Linked DNA regions of Anas platyrhynchos: region 2 is linked to region 1. Evidence: chromatin contacts called from public Hi-C data. All regions are on one chromosome and are shown on one strand. The core of a region is the stretch at or near the end of the contact, and the rest is flanking DNA. Distances in the headings are between cores, read along the strand shown.

The links. Hi-C and Micro-C count contacts between places; a contact is called where the count stands out from the background.
Region 2: a Hi-C map of skeletal muscle shows a contact between it and region 1, with 4 times the contacts expected there. The contact joins two enhancer-like sites. A contact is called at or near these places in 3 of 8 Hi-C or Micro-C datasets (liver, skeletal muscle and subcutaneous adipose tissue).

The regions. Positions count from the first base shown.
Region 1 is chr2:143,533,831-143,540,135 of IASCAAS_PekinDuck_T2T, reverse strand. No RefSeq gene overlaps it. Among named protein-coding and RNA genes, the nearest start is that of MAP3K8, 29 kb to the left of the region's middle. Within about 2 kb of position 4,340, at least 1 of the 8 cell types and tissues checked has an H3K27ac peak or open chromatin away from gene starts, as enhancers often do. A contact at or near this core is called in subcutaneous adipose tissue, where this site is marked.
Region 2 is chr2:143,591,389-143,598,385 of IASCAAS_PekinDuck_T2T, reverse strand. No RefSeq gene overlaps it. Among named protein-coding and RNA genes, the nearest start is that of MTPAP, 28 kb to the right of the region's middle. Within about 2 kb of position 2,270, at least 1 of the 8 cell types and tissues checked has an H3K27ac peak or open chromatin away from gene starts, as enhancers often do. A contact at or near this core is called in subcutaneous adipose tissue, where this site is marked.

The DNA.
Region 1 (6,305 bases), core at 3,091-5,590:
CACAGTCCGTTCCCTGCTGCTCTGGCTACCAAGGGCTCTGTGGTGTTTCTCTCCTGCGTGACTTGTGTCCATGCATGCAATCAAACAGAGACCTCTTTGGCATTCCCTAGCTGACCATCCAGACACCTGGAACACACGTGGGCATACGTGGAATATGTGGGAATATGTGGGCACTTCTGGTTCTGCAGCAGAGGGCATCCCTGCTGGCTCTGCATTGTGGTTCATCAAGTCCAGGAGGAGAAAAACCTCTGGCTACCACCTCCAGGCCATTGCTGTCCTTTTTTGTTTGTTTGTATTCCTATTCAGTAATTCAGGAGTCGAAGATCCTCTCCAAAACTGCCATTATTACTCCTGTTCTGATGAAACTTGGAGACTGTTATCACAATGCAAAACTGACCCGGAAGAATTTATGACAGATTTCTGAAACTGCCCTGCTAGCACTTAATGACCAGTTCAAAAAACTGATTTTTACACAGATCAAAATTCTCCAGTACCACTCTCTTTCCTGACCTCTCTCAACCCTACAATCCCGAGAGCATTTTTCCCTACTGTTATCTCCTTACTGGTGGATTACGTGTCTTTCACTGGAAGATCAAGGTCCTCCTCCACTTTATTAGCTGAACTGATTACATTTATGTACAATGCCCCTTAATTTCTGTTCTTTCTATTCTTTCTTTCTTTCTTTCTTTCTTGCTTGCTTGCTTGCTTGCTTTCTTGCTTTCTTTTGTGTGTGTGTTCTTTCTTTCTGTCTGACATCAACATATTTCTTAGTGGAAACAGGCACAGTTCTCTCATTTACTGTAATGTTTCCTTATTAACTAACCTTATCAGCATGACTACTTCCTTTCTCCTTGATACACATTCTTCCTATATCTCCCACTCTATCTTATTTTCCTCTTCCTGTCTCGTAAGATTAGACAGAGCAAACACAAACTTTTTTTTTTTTTTCAACAGTTGAAACTTGGAGTTGAATGGGAAGTTGTCCTGATAATAGGCTATAAGCTGCAAGAACAATTCTCTGCCCAGATCTAAATTTCAAAATCATTTTGTTTGTTTGCTTGTTTTTAACTTGAAGTATCCTGTAGGATCAGCTGGGCTGGATCCAGCCCCCAAAGGTAAGTCTTTCACCTAGGTGGATTTCATGCTGGGAATGCCTCCCTAAGGTCTTACATCTCCACACTGTCCCTAGAGCACATCTGAAAACATCTGCTTGTTTTCACTGTGCATCTAGGACTTTGAACTCCTTGTCTGTGGCCTGAAAACTCCACTGGACTCCACCTGAAATTCCCTCACTTTTAGTATCTTCCATACCCTGCCCTGTGCCCACCTGTTCTAGTGTGATTTGCTCAGGGTCATTTGGTGTAACATAAAGAAAAACCCACAGGCTTTCACTGCTCCCAAATATATTTTCTGTTTCAAGTCCACACTCCGTATCATTGCTGTTGGCAAATATTTGCTCTGTAGCAAAACCTGTTATCTCTCCTGCAAGAAGTGTATGGTGTATAAACAGATCTGCACCTCATCCCCCCATCCTGGCCAGAGGCTCTGCCTCTCTGAGTGGCTAACACCAAATCTGTACAAAACTCACTTTGAAAAGGAGACAATTATATATATATATTTATCCAAATTGGCCTACTTGCTGAAGGAAAATATGCACAAATAATGCTTACTTAAAGACAGAGTGTATCTGGGCTCTATCCCAGCAACTGAACATGAGCTTGGGCAGGTTAGGGAAAGCCTTGTGTTCAGAAAATCTGGTGTTTGTCTGCTCTTCCTCTGTCAAAATGAGGGTTATCAGATATTTTCAGATCCTCAGACAGGAATTCCTACTGAAGAGACAAACACTATTACTCAGAAACATTTTCTGCCTGGCAAAACTGGAACAGACTTGTGGATGCTGACACCAAGTGGGTATTTCAGAGGGAGGAGAAAGTATGTGGCTTGTTCACAGGGATAAGTAAGCGTCAAATTTTGCTTTTCCTTTAGCTAAGCACAAACCAAATTATCTCATAATTTGTTTCCAAAACCTCCTGACTCTGTCTGAACCTAAAATACCCTGAGAACTGCCTTTCTTGCTGCCTCTCACTTCTGCTTTCAGTTGTAACTGGAAATCAGAAGCTCAAGAACACATGAAAACGAAAATAGTGGTGACAGGAGAAAGAGAATTACATTTATTTTTCTGAATACCAATTAAAAAAAAAATAAAAAGAAAAAAAGAAAAAGAAAAAAGAAAAGGTTAAAACTTCCCAGACTGGTCTGAGCTTTCGGTGGAGCCTGAAGAAAGCAGCTGGTGCAACTGCAGGTATCATCAGCAGGGCGAGGGCCGGGTCATCTGCCTCCAGGCTGCCTGGAGGCTGCCCATCCAGATGCAGAGATCAAATATTAAATTGCTGACATAGACTCCGAATGGCCAACACTCAGCTTTGCAGCTTGTGGGACTCTCCTTTGTCCTTTTTTTTCCCAGTATGTTGTCAGGACACAGTTAATATCAGCAGTTTTAACACGTCCTTCAGGGTGCCAGCCAGCACCTTGCCTGGGCTGGGAGAGGGAGGCATTTGAGCCCAAGCCCCTGGTTTTGGCAGAAGACTTCTTTCTAGCTCAGGAGGAGATCCTCAGCCCTGTCAGAGCCTGTGAGCACTTCCACTGGTAGGAGAAGTGGGTGATGCAATCCCGACCTTTCCTCAGCAAAGCCTCTGCGGCCTTACCCGAAGCCGTGCTGCTATCAGGCTGGGGACAATGCCGATGCACTTCCCCGTGGTGCTGCACGGCGATGTCCTGCTCACTGAGCCTTGCAAGGGGTTGCAGGGGGCAGTGAACCATCTGAGGTGTCCATTTCCTTCAGCTCCATTTGAAACCAAAACACTGTCATCTAGACCACAGCCTCTTCTTTCTGTCTCACGGGGCACGATTTCATCCAGACGCTCACTGAATGACATGGGGCTGTGGGGTGTATGAGGACAACATGCTGTTTAGAGGGGGGTACAGGGAAATGAAGCCGTGAGGACCGTGAAGACTCACTTCTATGCTGCAGAGAGGCCACAGATCCTGCCTGTGCCTGCATGCACCCTGGACTCGAGGGAGGAGGTGACCTGCCCTTAGCGAGGTGTGACATCTCCTGAGTCACAGGGAGATCTGGGGCACAGGCACATGTGAAGTCCATGAAATACATCCCTGCAAGCCCATGGAGGTGATGCTGAAGATGATGACTCTGGGGACTGGAGGAGCAGAGGACAGGTTTCACCACCCCAGCAGGATCTGCTGTGCCTGCTGGGAGGCAGAGGGATATCAGAGCTTTTGGGGTGCCACCTCTGCTCCCCTACCACAGCACAGCAAGCAGCAGAGCAGAGGGCAAGCAGGAACATGTAGGAAACAAGCATCCTTGGCCTTGGAAACTTCACTAGGATGCCAAAGCAGCTTAGGTAACTAACCCAAGTGTGATTTCACAGTTGTGTGTGATGGGCCAGAAAAAAAAAAAAAAGAAAAAAAAGAAAAAAAAAAATTACTCAAACCCTTTCTAAAATTCATCTGGAACTGAAACTCTGTGCATGTTGCCTGACAACAATGAATCATAGAGGTCATTTACACAGAAAAACAAGTTAATCGTGTTTACAGCATATAATGAGGAGATACACCTCCCACAGCTTCCCTAGGCAGTACCTTAACACCCAGAATGGTGTCATCCTTGCAGAAATTTGTTACTGTATATAATACTAAATTTAATTTTTCTTGGTTTCTTCAATCTTGCAAGCAGGAGTGTCCCCCAGAGGTGGAGATGTGCTAGGGTGAGGACTCACGGGTGGGAAGGCAGCGTGCTGTGCCCCGAGTGAGCTTTTATTCCTGCACAACATGCCAAAGGATGCTCTGGGCACTGTGGTGTTGTTCTGGCCAGCTGGCCAAGCTCTGGTTACTTAGCCAAGATTATTTGCCCCACTGGCAAGCAGAGGTCCTCCAGCTGCCTCTATATCCCTGCCCCAGCATGCCAGAGCCATGCCTCAAAACAAATATTGATATACTGCAGCTTACTGCCTCTCATGGAGGGAACAGGAATGATGGCCAGAGCTGAAGAGGCCCAGCTATAGCCCCAAGCTACAGCCTCTTCCCCCTGGGGATATGCACAGGCAAGGGAAGTTAGCCTGCTATGCTGGCACTGTACAGGGCAGTGCTACAATATTATTTAAGGTCTTTCCTGCTTTCTCTGACTGACATTTTTGCAGATCAGCTGAGGTCCAGGTCAGCCCCATTCCTTTTGGGACAGCCTGAGTCCCTAAACCCTGTGCAAAGCCTCAGACTCCAGCTCCGTTTGAAAGCTTCTATCGCCATCTAGTGATGTTTTTGGTAGAGGAACATTTTCGGGAACTTCACGGCTGGCACCAGCCAGTTCCATCCACTAGAGCCCAGAACGGGACAGGGAACAAACGAACGAACGAATGAATAAAGACTGACTGAGAGCAGGGCTACTGCAACTGCTGTCGCCTTTAGTTTTGCGATGTGCCAGGTCCCTGCTAGCCTCTGGGAATGTCATCTTTCCAAAATGTGGCTGAGGCTGCGCAGATGGCCAGGATGGCACAGGGTGCTACTGGTGGGAGCAATGCCCCATAGATGCTGAGCCCACTCGGTAATTCTTTGCTCAGTGGGCAGCCACCAGCCACCGATTAACATCCAGGACAAACCTTTATAAAGTCATCAAATACAAGATGTGATGCAGAGGAGAAGCATAAACCACAGGGCAGTTAAAGGTTCTCTTTGTAAAAATGAACTCACTAAACTGATCCATAGAAAATGATGAGCTACCAGTCCTCCAGTGATACAGATTCATTCACTGCAGCCGAATTTTCTTAAATGGAAAACTTTAAGAGATGCCCTGAGATATTTGTGCAGCAGGAGCAGGAGGATCCACAGTCACAAGATCAAAAAATATATATATATGTAAAAAGGTTAAATAACACCATCACAGGTTTGTTGGCTCTGTCCTTCGATGCAGATGTGTGGCAGCCACAGGCTGCCTCTTCACGAGGTGTCACACGAGTGTGTCTCTGCTGCAAAGCTGGGACAAGGGACCCTTTGCCCTTCTCCAGGCACTTGTCCCCATCCACATGCAGACCACATCTCCCTCTCACTCCTACTTGGAAATGGATCTGACTAAAAAAGGATCTCACAATGAAACTGAACGAATCTGGGAGCAAGCAGGCAGGGATGGGGAGCTCCAATCCCAAACCTGCAGAGTGTGGTGGAAAGGCACCCTGACAAACGTAGCTTATCTTTTGCCTTCCTCTTGGTTTTAAAATCCAATTTCATTTTCCTGGAACTTTTTCTTCCTTTCTAGTATCTTCCTTCCTCTACGTCACCACAGGGCACCCGAGTGCAGCTGTGTGCTCTCGCTCGTGCTGCTGGCCGGGTGGTACCGAGAGGTCTCCAATGGGCACATCCCCGCAGCTGATTCACCGTGCTGTTGTGCAAACGCCATCAGCACTTTCTTCTCTCTGTGCCGCTGCTGATACACAGCTTTTCTACTTCTCCCTTTCGTTCTTGGTCTCACTTTCACCCAAACGGCTTTTGCCATTCACTACCAACACCCAAAACTTCACTGGGCGTGAGTCAGCCCCCGGTTCCCTTTCCATGCGGTGCTGGAGGAAGCAGATATTTGCCGTGGCATGCTGAGATCAGCTCTGCTCAAGTGTTGGGGCCATAATTACTGCACAGGGGTGATCAGTCTGAGAAGGTCTGCGCTGCCCTTTTGGCCTGCTTTTGCTCATTTTTCAGCTCCCCAGGTTTCGCCCAGCCTGCTTGCACGTGTGCTCTGAGCAGCCTTCTGCTGCCGCCTAAGGACTTGGTGACTTCACCCCAGCTGTTTCCCCAACACCCAGCTGCCTCACAATCTGTGAAAAATACAAATACAATCAATATAGAAACATAAGATACAGATAATATACAGATAATATTTTGCTTAACGGCTGAGGCTTGAATGGTTTTTGCTGGCGCTCCACCTCAGAACTGGAGCTGTTGTTCCTTTGTAATTGTATCAGATTTGAAAAGAACATTTATGGAACCACATTTTACAACCAAATGGGAAGTAATGATCATGATCCTTTTTTTTTTTTTTTTTTTGCCTTGGGAGAATTCACAAACTTTATGGTGAGGCTTTCTTGGACTTTCCAGTGAGGTCACTCGTGGTGGAAGGGAGGGAACAAAAACACAAAAGCTGGGATAAAAATAAATAAGCTGAGGGAAGTCACCAGTAACCCTTGAAAACAAGGAGAGATGCAAAGAGAAATTGAATTGAAAAAAAAAAAAAAAAAAAAAAAAGG
Region 2 (6,997 bases), core at 1,021-3,520, 60 kb before region 1:
CTGATGTTAGAGGAGAAGCTGTGCTGCAAGGAGCTGCAGTTGGTGCTGCGCTCTGTGCTCCCATCTCCGATAGCCACCGCGCAACAGGACAGCAGTGGTGCAGCTGTCACCCCTCATCAGCATCCCCGCGCTGAGGAGAGTGCTGGAGTTTGCTTTAATCATCTCCACCATCGCGTGTGGCCACAGAAAGTCAGCCGTGATCAACCTCAGCGCACAGGCGGCTGCTGCCGTGCTCCTCCATCACCACGGCAGGGGCAGAGCAGAGGTCCCGTGGGATCCGGCCCATTTGCCTCTGGGATGCTGCACTCGCATCTCCTGTCTGTTCTTCTCCATCAGTTTCCTCCACAGTGGTTTCTGCTGCCCCACTGGGCTGTCCCCATAGCAGGGCTGGCCTTGGAGATCTTTGCTGCACCTTCTTACTTACAGTGTTAGATGGTTTGTGGGGTGAGCAGCTTGAGATGTGACCCAAAAGAGAATGCAGCCTGAACCAAGTATTTTAACAGCCCAAATTTACTCTTTCACTTTCCTCTCTTCCCCCTGGGAAAGCTTGCAGAAGGAACAGGGATTAACCCACTGGGTTAATTAATAGAGAATGACACCATCCAAATCATCTTCTGATAAAGAGAGAACAAAAATACCCTATGGGACACCTCCCACTTTCTGGTCAAGTCTACAAGCAGGACCCTCTCTCTCTTTCCAAGTTAAACCTGCGTTCTCCAGAGCATGGTATTTAATTTAATTCTTTCAATAAGAATCACAAATTGTCAGGGGTGTGGGCTTGCAAACAGAGACCTGCTTTTCTGCCCGTTTGGAGGATTTAGTGTGACCATCGTGCCATCTGCATCCCTTGCCTTATACACCTGCTTTATGCCAAACAAGGCCAAATTTGCCAAATTTTTGCTCCTTATTTATGCCCTGGAGCAGTGGGTAACGTTTTCTTGGACAGAAAATCTTCCCAGCTAGCAGTGCCCAAAATCCAGCTGTCCCACCATGGCTGAAACTACAGAAGGATGCAAACTCAAAAAAGAGCTGAGAAGGGAAAAAGTGCCAGCGTGGGGCAGAGGGGCGGATTTTGGCACCCAGATGGAAGGTGGGGAGCAGTCTGGTTCCCAGGGTGATGTGGGTACATGCAGAGAGGCACAGGGAGGGGGGGCCTTGTGCCTCTCATCATCAGCTGGGGTCTCTGCGGATGGATGGGCAGGCGGAGGCCAAAACGATATTTCTGAAAAAAAAACCTGCTGTGGTTTTTAATGCAGGGAGTCTTCTTCTGCTTGAGGGGGCAAACATAAAAGGCAGAGGAACATTTTGGAAAAAACTGTCATTTCAGAGCATGCCTGCTCTGCTGAAGCGTGAGGCTGGAGTGCTGGGAGGCGGCGGTGCCCGGGTACCACACGCACGGCCCTAAAATCGGCGCAGCCTCTCCCCCCCAGAGTGCTGCTGGTACTTCAGCTGTTCATTTTTTTACAGCACCGGCAGCACGTCGTGCAGCTGAAAGCTGCTCTCATCTTCCATTAGCACATTTTAACATCATTAATCTTTCAGGGAAATCCTGTGGTGTTGCAAGTCACACGCCGGGTAGCAGATTAAATTTGGGTGTTTAAGCGGCACCATTTCACCTTTCCACCACAACAGCGTGTCAATGGTACCCCTGTCTGGGGATCTGACAACGTCAGCAGTGGCTTGAGCACTCGGGTTGGGAAGAGGTTAATGGAAAACCTTCACCAGAGCTCTCCTCCTCTGGAAAATGAAGCTGAAGTTTTCAAGGATACGCCGCAGAGGTGTCAATGTGCAAGCCCCGCGCGCTTTGGAGAGCGAAGCACAAAGCCGCGGGCATGCCGCAAAGCCAACTCTTCCCACAGGCACTGAGGAGGAGGATTTAGAAATAAGGTGCTGGAGGTGGGAGGAAAAGGAAGAGGAGGAAGGTAGAGATATATGGGTTAGGATTACATGTAATCATTGCTGTTGAGATCATATTTTCTGGAGAATACTGTAGAACAGGATACATATATATACTGTGAGCACTGCAGAGATTAACAGAAATTTGCATACCTGCTATAGGAACTCCATGAATTTCAGCAAGTGGCAGGGTGCCATGGGGTGGAACAACCCCAGGTACTGACACGTGCTGGGGGAAGAAAGATCTGCAGAAAGGACCTGAGAGTCCTGATGGACACCGAGATGAACGTGAGCCAGCGGTGTGCCCTTGCGGCACAGAAGGCCCACAGCCTCCTGGGCTGCTTTAGCAGGGTGCTGCCAGCAGGTGGAGGGAGGAGATCCTTCCCAACAGCATGGGTGAGGCTATCTGTGAAGTCCTAAATCCAGTTTGGGGCCAGAATGATGCAAACATACCACAGCAAATCCAGAGAAGTGATGTGAAGGTGTTAATTAGAGTATCTCTTAAACAGGGGGGAGCTGAGAGATCTGGGACTGTTCAGCCTGGGGAAGAAAAGGCGCAGAGGGGATCTCACCACTGTGTATAAATACCTGACAGAAGGGTTTAAAGGGCACAGAGCCAGGCTCTTTACAGTGGTGGCCAGTGACAGGCAACGAGCACTGACCAAAATGTAAGAAATTTCATTTAAGCACAAGAAACAAAAACTCTGTGAGAGTGGTTAAAGAGGAGAGCAGGCTGACCAGGGAGGTTGTACAGGATTCATCCTCAGACATCCAAAACCAGCTGGACATGGCCCTGGCCAACCTGCTCTAGCTGCTAGGTGACGAGATGCCCTCCAGAGTCCCAGCCAGCCTCAAACATACAGTGATTACTTGTTACCCAGCTCCAAATTGATGTGGTTTTTATCTCTCCATTCATTTGTTGGTACAAGGACTTTTTTAGTGAATGACAGAAGAACTTTCTGTTGGTAAGGAGTATCCAATGACCTGGGCTTTACCAGCTCTCAGCCCAAGTGGAAAAGTCTGTAGATCTTCACAGGGATGAAATGGTTCTGCCACACGTGCTTAACAGGGCTTGGAAAAAGTACTCTGAAATAATGAGAATTTTATAGGAAAACGCCATGGAACAAATTTTTCTGGTTCATGTTTACATGCGTATGAAGAAACCTTCTGGAAATAATCCATTTCAATTTCAATTTTGGAGAAATCAGTGGAGAGAAAGTTTTCCCAGCTTGCTTGGAACCTCAGCAAAGCCCTTTCCAACCAATAGCCCCATGCTCAGCCTCAGGAAGAAACGGCAGGCAGGCTGGCTCAGAGAGTGCTTTGGTGCCTTTGACTTGTGCTTCTCCAGCAGCAGCTATTCCTTGTTAAAATTATATATATATATTTTGCACAGGAGCCTGCAGCCTCACACTGAGAGAAAGATGCTGAGACGAGGCAGGGAGTGCTGATGTCGGGAGGTCTGTGGCAGGCAGAACAGATGCATAGCTTCATGCTGAGAGAAATCACCTCCCTGTATGAGCTGCCTCTGGTATCCCTCCCACCACTCCTGGTGGCAGCCGCCTTTCTGGAAAGTGAGTCCACCACACGTGAGAGGTAATTTATCTTCTCCTTTTAGGAGATGTTTTTGCTGGCAGAGCCAGGCACCTTCTTTGCTCTTCAAGGTTTTCCAAGCACTGTGGTGGATTATTTCTAAACACACTTCAATAAAACCCACCAACTCACTTGTTGCTTGGCTGGGGGCTCACGGGTGGGTGGATGTAATCGGCTCCATTGCCTGTTTGACCCTCAGCTGGTGCAGGTGGCCATATCCCGACCAGGGCGACCTGCACCCAGTGGCACCACGTCCACCCTGTGGCATCACGTGCAACTTCCAACAGCAATGAGGAGGGCTGGGGTGCAGCTAAACAGTAATGTTTTTTGACAGGAACAGCAGCATGAAGTTCAGTCTTCTGTGCTGCGCTGAAGTCATCCAAAATTATGATCTACAGCATCTCCCCACCCACCGGGTTGCTACTCTTGGGAGCAGACCACCCAATCTGTCTTTCTCAGCACATCGCAGGCTCCTGCAAGACCACGTCCACGTGCTGTCTGGATGCACTGCAAGACAGGGAGCTTTCCAACCCACTGCCTTTGCCATCATCAAGGACTGGTTATGGTTAAAGTCATGCAAATAACTTTTTTTTTACTATTACTGTTGGAAGTAAACTCAAAATTTCTGAGGCAGAACTGAGCAGGCAAGGAGCTATGGAGCAGGAAGGCAGCAAGCAGTGTGTGGAAGATGGGAGGTGTTTCTTTGCCATCTTCTGGCTTTTCAGGATCTGTCTTCTCCCAGAACGTGCAGAAAAAGCATAGCTTCTATCTAGGGCATGGACGTAATACCAGGAAAGCATAAGTGTTTGTCCAGAGTTTGGTCCAGAGGTGAGCAGGACAGAGCAGGAGGAGATGGCACACAGCCTGGGCTGGGCTCCTGTGCCTTTTATCATCATGCACAGCACAAAGCATGAGGCAGGGAAGCTGAGGGGGCCACAACCTGCTTCAAGATCCAGGTGCTTGCAGCAGGTTGATCCCAGCCCCTGTCCATCACCGTGCCCATTTTCACTGTGACGTGGGGTGCGATACGGAGCCATCCTCACATTGTCCGTCTGTGCTGGCTGGGGTTGAAAAACAAAAGAAATCTCTTCAAGCTGCGTAAATGCCTTAAAAGGAAGCAAACAGAATTAGCAGTTTTCATGCTGTCAGCGTGGGGAGGGATTTTTTCCCTCCAGTGCTATACCAAGAGAAAACGTGCTTTGCGTCACATTCCCAGCAGGGCTCCAGCAGCACAGCAACGCTTCTGCAGACTTTGCAGAGATGTAAATGCAGGGATCGGGCCCTTTTCACAGTCATGGATTCATTCCCTTCCCTGGGCCAGAACAAAACTTCCTAAAACTGACAGAGCCGTCCCCAAATCCCCCAACCCGACCCCCTCTCGAGGAGCAGCGTCTCTGAGCGGTGAAGCCTAACTGGCAGAGGGAGGCAGCGCCGAAGCCACATGAGATGAGGACAGTGCTCTCCACATCTCCTCCCCTGCGGTTGTAAAAGAGAAAGCTGCGAGGGCTGAGCAGCGGCACCCCAAGGCCGCCTCGTGAGGCGGGGGAAATCCCCTGAGAGCGCTCACCTCGCCCAGGCCACCCCGCCAGGAGCTCCCTGCGTCACGGGGCCTTGTGTGGGCACGGGCGCCATGGCACCGGGGGCGGGCGCCTCAGGAATAGACCCACGTCAGCCTTTTCCCGATTAAAACAAAAAGTTATTAGAAACTGGGCTGATGGTTCCTGCTGACAGGCTGTAAAAGAGACAGGAAACCGTGCAGTTTCCTGGGCTCCTTCAGCCGGTGCTGTGAATTGAGGCCTGTGTGGCACCGGGGTGGCCGGGGCTTGAGCAGGAGCAGGGGAGAAGAGGTTTCACCCCGGGCCCCTCTGCCACAGAGGAAAAAAAAAAATAAATAAAAAATAAAAGAGAGAGATTGAATTAGCCTCCTGTCAGCAAGGAGGCTCTGAATGAAGGCTTTCAGTTGGCTTACAGGACCACTGGCACAGTGGGTCTGTGTTTGTAGCTTAGCAGCTCCGAGCTTGTTCCTGCTTCAGCACCTGACCCCCATGGGTGCAAAACACCTCACTCACCCCTCAGCTGTAACACAGCCTTTTGCAAATGTCAGTACGTTTTGCCCATTTCAGTACATTTTGCCCATTATATACAGGAGCTTGTTTCTGGAAATAATACCTGTAGGGCAGGCTGTCATATCACGACCACAAGCTTTCAAAGAGATGCATATAAACTGCTCTAGAACTGTGAGGGAGGAATAAGAAAGCTTTCATGAACAGGCAAGAAAGTTTTGAACTTTGTGGGATTTTGGCCGTCTTGTCAGCAGCATCCTTAGTGCCAAAGGAGAACAACAAGGTGGAACCCATTTCTCTTAATTTTAATAGGAAACAGGCTGAACACAATACATTTCAACAGGAAACAGAACAAAATCAATGAGTTACTTTTAAAAGTAGCTTTATTAAATTAGTGTATTAAATAAATACACTTACAGATAGCTTAATGCAGCAGTAACTCTTACGTCATTCGAATCTGAGTACGATCTTTAAACCTGACAGTCAGTGTGGTAAAGTCTTATCAAAAGATCATATTTCATCCTATCTGCTGCTCCTTACTCTGGTGTTACAGATAATAAAACCGGAAGATTAGAGTGCGTCTGTATTGCTTTTTTTTTTCCATTTCTTTCGGCAACAAACAGTAGTGGCAGTGTCAAACAAGGTTACAATATCTTGTTTCATTAAAAACATCGCCATTATTTGAACATTTGAAATACTCGGCTACATTTTTGTCACAGCACCAAGTGAGCTGTTTCTTGGATCAGTTTTCCAGTTCCAGACGAGTTCCCATTCTCCCAGATACACACTAGCTCATTTACAGAAACAAAGAGCAGCCCAGAATGGACGACTGACTCACCAGACCTCCTGGCCATTCATCACAGCGTGATGCTTCAGCAGAAGACATGCCCTGTGTCTTCTTCCCAGCACAAACCTCTGTGTCATTGATACCGACAGTGATTTGTCAAAGATGCCTAAAAGATTTGGGGTTCAGCATTGGAGCCCTTTGAAAATTCAACTTGTATTTGCATACAGATGCTTCACTGTGCCTGAGCTTGGTTTTCTGCTCTGCGTTTGATGCCTTTCATGTACGAGTACAGTTGCAGAAACCAAAACCCCCTTCCAGTGGTATTCTTTATGCGTTTATTATTACCAGTAACACACAAGATCCTCAGCTAGCGACTTCTGTAGAAAGCTATTAAGCTACAGTTGCTTCTACAACCATGCTGGCTGGGGCTTCAGTCTTCTTTTCTCTAGAAAATAACTCTGACTTTTAGGCAGGTAGACAAGATTTCCTTATTCATTTTCTTTTTATTTTTCCCAATTAATCCTCACCAGCAAGGAAAAATAAATTAAATCAAATTCTCATGTTGAGGCTGAAAAAAAAAAAAAATCAGGATTACTTTCTGAATTGTGTTGCTACTTAACATCTTTGATTGTATATATCTGTATTTCACATTTATCATTGC